2 separate regions of the Hordeum vulgare genome follow, and region 1 is linked to region 2. The links are chromatin contacts, called in public Hi-C maps. All regions are on one chromosome and are shown on one strand. Each heading gives the region's core, a stretch centred on a gene start, on an enhancer-like site or on the middle of the called end of the contact. The rest is flanking DNA. Distances are from core to core; before and after follow the strand shown. Region 1 holds the start of LOC123430281 (ethylene-responsive transcription factor WIN1-like). Region 2 holds the start of LOC123426723 (ribonuclease P protein subunit p25-like protein).

Region 1 (3,142 bases), core at 608-3,107, 400 kb after region 2:
CATTTCCTATGGGATTTGATATCACAAGCGAGACCGAACGGAAAATGAAAAGCTAAGCTAAGAAAAGTATAGTCTTAGACCCTGTTTGTTTGGGCTTTTACTTCTGTTTTTTAGCTTTTTCACTTTGACTAAAAAGCCATAAAAGCTCCTAAAATAGATGCTTTTGGAGCTTTCATGACTTTTGATAAATTAATATAACAATATTTGGTTCCAAAAACCATAGAAGCTCCAAAATCACCTACTTATGAGATTTTAAGATTTTATGGCTTTTTGGTCAAAGTGGAGAAGCTGGAAAAGCATAAGCAAAAGTCAAAAAACAGGGTCTTAGCCCATACAACACATTTCTACACAACAAGTCATTATGAATAAATGGATAACTAATGCATCTTATTCATTACAGATGATTTATTTCCTCCTGCAAGTAAATTTAAAATGAATACTATCTAGCTCTAGTAACATTGCCAGCTACCTGAGTTAGAGAGCTTCAGTTTAGGAAATGACCTCAATAGAAACCAAGAACCTGCATGGCACTAGAAGAATGTTTTTACTAAAAGAAAATCTAAACCTTCGTCCTTAGTTGCTTCCTGATGAACGCAATTGAACCCAAAGTTCCACATCTCTCGGCCCTGGCTCGTCTTAATCCCCGTCCAAGAAAGTGACCTTCGCCGGGCCCCCAACCACCATCACGATCTGCGGTAGTACGACGCGCTCCGAAAGGCGGGAATTTCGTCGGTCTTCTCCTTTTGCTCGTTTATTATGAGGCAGGAATGAGGTTGATAACCTTTGGCTTGGCTAGTAACCCCTATGCGAAGAGCTCTCACTGCTCTGCTTCAAGCCGCTACCGCAATGAAACAGAGGAGCGGAGGCGGGTCCGGCCCCGGCGAGCGACGTGCTCGACGCAGACGACGTCGGCGACGTTCCGATGCTCCACGACCCCAGGAACCGTCCGTTCCCGTCGCTGCCCAGGAGCCGGCCCATCACGTTGCTCGGCTCCGGCTCCGCGAGGATCTTGGAGTAGTCCATGTAGTCCATGACGTCGCCGTCCTGCGACTCGAGCAGCGCGGCCGGCTTCGAGGACGCCGCCGCGGCGGCCGTGGCCGCGTCCCTGGCGCGACGCGCGGTGGCGGCCGCGCCGTCCTCGGGGAAGTTGAGCTTGGCGCGGCTCCCGCGGAAGCGGAGCGCGGCGGCGTCGTACGCGCGCGCCGCGTCCTCAGCGGTGGCGAACGTGCCAAGCCACACTCGCGCCGCCTTCTGCGGGTCACGGATCTCAGCCGCCCATTTGCCCCACGGCCGCCGCCTCACGCCGCGATACTTGCGCGGCGGCGGCTCTGTTCCTTGGGACGACGTCGACGCGCCGAGCTGCTGGACGCCCGGGCGGCACGGCATGACCAGCGGCGGCGAGGGCCCCGGCGGGCCGCGGCCGCTGGCGATGACGTGCGTGAGGGCGGACACGATCGCCGCGGTCTCAGCCTGCTCCGAGAGCGCCCCTGCCGCCGGCAACGTGGTGGGCGGGGTCAGCATTGCTCCGGAGGTTCGCACGCGTTCAGACACACACATCAGGTTTTGCAGGGGAAGCATGTCGGGTGCAATTTATACTCCCCGTTCCTCAAAACCTCGACGCGATCAACCAAGGCACCGCGGAAGAAGAAGCAAACTCGGATTAAGCCAGCAATCGCTTATATTAGTCTAAATAAGCAGCCATTAAACCAGTGCAGCGGAGGCAAATCGGGCTTCATCATGAAAGTGCAATAAATAAAGGGAGCGTCAAGCGAAGCGAAACCGACTTAGGGAAGCACTGCACTGCTCTGCTTAACAGCTAAGGATCCGGACTTCGAGAGGGTTGGGCGCTTGGCCTCTTCTTCCCGCTCGCTCCGCGAGAAAAACTTTAACTGAAACTTTTTCTTTGGAACCGCGTGTTCATGGCGCCCTTGGACGGTTGCTCTTTTTACGGTTGGAGACAGCCAACGGATATTATGACTTGAGTTTGAGCTTTGACCCCTTCTACTAGAAGTCAGAAGGTGACGGAGGGCAGATAAAAAGAAAATGACGGAGGAAAGGTAGAAATACGTCAGCAAGCTCACAACAATCGTTTCCTCATTCATTTTTGGCACCTTCTAGGGTCGGACCCACTCACCGCAAGTACTAGTAGGATTAATTAGGGTTGGCAATGGATATGCATTACTCTTACTCATACATCATGTGGGTAAAAAACCATACGAGAGTAAGAATATGATAAAAAAGTTACACATGGTTATATAAATAAATAAAATCTGAAACATCGAATAGAGTGGATACGCGTATGAGATTATAACGCATACCCATATACCTATGTATCCATGTAAAATCTATGTGAACTCAAATGATCTCTATAGCAAACACTTTGTAGTGAATTTGTGATGTTGTTTTGTTGTGTTGTTGTTCACGAGAAAGTGATGTTCTTTATTAAATATGTGTTTTTGTTGTAATCAGTTGTTATAGATTATGATTATATGTTGTTGTTTATGACCATGAGTTGCTCAATTTGATACTTTGCAAACATGGATAAATTTATCTACAGATACCCGTCTATCCTAATATAACGAAAAATTATACCTATTAACGGATATGGATAAGGATGATGAGTAAGCTCAGAAAGGACGACTAAAGGTATGAGGCGGCTACACCCGTATACAAACCCCGCGGGTGCCATCCCTAATCTAGACTCATCGTAGCATTCAAAGCGAAGATTATTTATAACCATCAGTTCAACTTTTGGTATGTATGCAATATTTTAATGCAGAAATGGAAAGAATATAACAAGTGGCTATAGGATTGTTCATTACAAATATTGTTTGCAACCCCATTCACTAATACTCTTTCCGTTTCAAATTTTTTGCCTTAGCTTTGTTTAGGAACGGAAGAATCTAAATACTAAAACGTGATTAGATGCATTTATATATAGACAAATCTAAGTCAAAAATTTTGGGATGGAGGGAGTATTAAACTAAAAGCCAACACTATTCAGTCCGATTGTAGCAATTTCGATAAACTTGAAAGTTGATTCTTTTTTTTGCGGAAATGACCCCAGACTACATTGAAAATGACCAGTGATACAGAAACCCCCACGGAATAAAGAAACCACAACCAGCGCCCGAAGGATCCA
Region 2 (2,700 bases), core at 80-2,579:
AACTGGAAGTAGTACTTATGCAGTTATGCCAATAAATCCAGTACTTACACATTAAGGCCTTCCTCCAACGGTTCCCAGGTGTCAGTTATATTGATTGATTCGATTGAGTTATTCTGATGGAGTCCAGCAATCCTTCTCTGCTCAGATGTAGCATAAAAATGTTAACTTGATATAACTGCAAGGTGTATCAAGTACTCCCTCCGTCTCAAAATAACTGTCTCAACTTTGTACTAGCGCTAGTATAAAATTGTACTAAGGTTAAGACACTTATTTTGAGACGGAGGAAGTAGTATTTACTAGCAATTTGAACTAGTTCTACCTTGAGAAGCTCCACAATGGCCACTGTCTTGTTGATAGCCCTTCCCATAGCCTTTATAACAATTTCATCCGTAGCTTCTTCCTGTTAAGGGACAGAAAGTGCTTTAGGTACTTAATAAAATACATAGATATGCCCAAGGTTATCGTTATAAAATTTCAAAGAGCAATGGGCACAAATTCAAGCAAGGAAGACACTCACCCACTCAACCACAAGACAACCTAATGACTATTGAATCTTACTGGCATAGTATAGATCCACACACATAAAAAACAGTAATACTAGTAATGATGATCACAAAATTAATAGCATCCTGGTGCACAACGGTAGCAAACTCGAATCGAGTATCAGGTAGTATAGCTAATCAGTAGATTCCTAAAAAGTTGCATATCAAGCATAATCCCTAGACATCCATTCCATCAACAACAACAATAAACAAACCATCGTACGGAAAGCGGTCCCTTCCGTTAGTAGTACACAATATCATAGCGAACACTACTAGTCAAACCAGCGCCTATAGCACGATAACGAATCGCAAGAGCATTCGAACAGTAAACCTTTGCGATTGGATGCCCTAATCACCTAACCAACATCGGGACTGAACCCGTACTAAACCCTAACCAAAAATCGCCGGGCAGAAAAAAAAAGGAAAAACGGCCTCCCGCTCGCTAGAACCGACGGCCGCGAGCGGATGGGGACGACAGGCAAGGCGGCGCTCGTTACCTGGAGCAGGGCGAGGGCGTAGGTGATGTAGTTGCGGGTGCGGCCCTGCGCCGTGATGCGGATCTCGTTGGCGCCGATGGGCGCCTCCTCCCGCGGCTTCTCGACCCTCTGGTAGCGATCCATGGGCGCTCCTCCTCCTCAACCTTGTTCGCCGACGCGCAGACGCGAATCCCTCTCGCTAGCTCAGAATACGACGGGTGCTCTGTGGTTGCGGTCGGTGGGGATAGTCGCGGTGGCTGATATAGGAGGGAGGAGGAGAAGCAAGCGGAGACGGATAGGGTAGGGTTTGTTCGCGTGGGGTGGCCTGGTCCGACAGGGACCCGGTTTTGGGTGTCCGGGCCCGGCACGCTCGGTCGGCGTGCTGCGTTGGGTGTGTGGCTCCTTGGTCCGCGTCGGGGGGATCTGGACCGTCGGTTCTGCGATCGGATGGTGACGATGGTGGTCAGAGAGGGATTTGTCCCTTTCTGGACATGGACAGTATATGACGCGTGTTTGTTCGTGTGATCTGTGGGCTCATCCAACATCTTGTGGGCAGCGAGTATTTCTTTTCTTTTCTTTTCTTTCTGGATTTGGAAAAGAGAGTTTTATTTCAGTTTGTACAAACGTGCCTGAGGCAAGAGATCATCAATTTGTACAAGCGTGAGTCAAACACATCATTTCAAGTCTAGTGCGGTCAGGGTATCTCCAAAGGTGATACTTGTTTGTATCGGTCCGTTCAGACCATTGTTTTTAGTAAGGGCACTGCTCTGCTTCGGCGTGTCCCCAAACTTTCGGCCCACCGCGCGCGGGCCGCACGATCCACCAACTCACACGCGTCCGCATCATTGAATCTCCATGCAACATTTTTTTTTCGATGCAGTAAAATTTTAACGCAATGCAATAATTTTTTCAACGCTTGCAAAAAAAAAAAAAATTATAGCAAAAAATATATCTACGTGATCGTAGCAAAAAAAAAGCTGATGGTGCGTGGTAGCAAAAGTCAAACGCCGGTTGTAACAAATATCTACGTGAACGTCTATGTAACTTTTTTAGTAAACGGTTGCAACAAAAAAAGACGTCGTTGGAGCAAAAATTAACACGGTTGTAATAACAAAAGTAAAAAAAAAATCGATTGTAACGAAAAATCCGACGAACTGGAGTTGCAATCAAACGTATATGCAGCTTTTTTTACTGGACAAATGTAGGAAAAAATGCTTGCAGCAAAAATGACGCTGGTTGCAACAAATTTACACTTGAAAAAAAGCTGCATGGAAAACGTTTGTATCAGAAAAATACACGGTTGCAGCAATTTTGATGAAAAAATGTTGCAAGCATCTGCCAGCGAGGCGTGCGGCCCGCGCGCGACCGGCCGAACGATTCGGCCGGCGCGCCGGATGGAAACGTTTACCTTTTAGTAAACGTGGAGATTTACACGAGTCCGAACACGATAAACATGAGACTCTAACTCCCTGGCTCATCAAAAAAGAAGGCGGAGATCGTGTTTTATTAAATTGTATTATTTCCGCGTTAAAATCTTCCACTCTCTTTTTTCATCTCGAGCCGTTTTTCATCTAATTCTTGTCCTTTTCACTCACCCTCTTTTTTCTTCCGCCACCGATGCATGAAACCGGAGGAAAACCTGTCGGAGATGAAGGTGACGGAGGATCCAAGCATCGTGCTCC

Evidence for each region. Hi-C and Micro-C count contacts between places; a contact is called where the count stands out from the background.
Region 1: a contact with region 2 is called in a Hi-C map of seedling, with 1.7 times the contacts expected there. The contact joins the promoter of LOC123430281 here to the promoter of LOC123426723 in region 2. A contact is called at or near these places in 2 of 6 Hi-C or Micro-C datasets (leaf and seedling).

The regions. Positions count from the first base shown.
Region 1 is chr2H:475,234,562-475,237,703 of MorexV3_pseudomolecules_assembly, forward strand. It overlaps LOC123430281 (ethylene-responsive transcription factor WIN1-like), which reads right to left and starts at 1,858. Exons shown (of 1, transcript XM_045114155.1): 1 at 363-1,858. The coding sequence starts at 1,578. The coding sequence ends at 793.
Region 2 is chr2H:474,839,500-474,842,199 of MorexV3_pseudomolecules_assembly, forward strand. LOC123426723 (ribonuclease P protein subunit p25-like protein) reads right to left here and starts at 1,330. Exons shown (of 7, transcript XM_045110595.1): 1 at 1,040-1,330; 2 at 320-400; 3 at 49-137. The coding sequence starts at 1,162.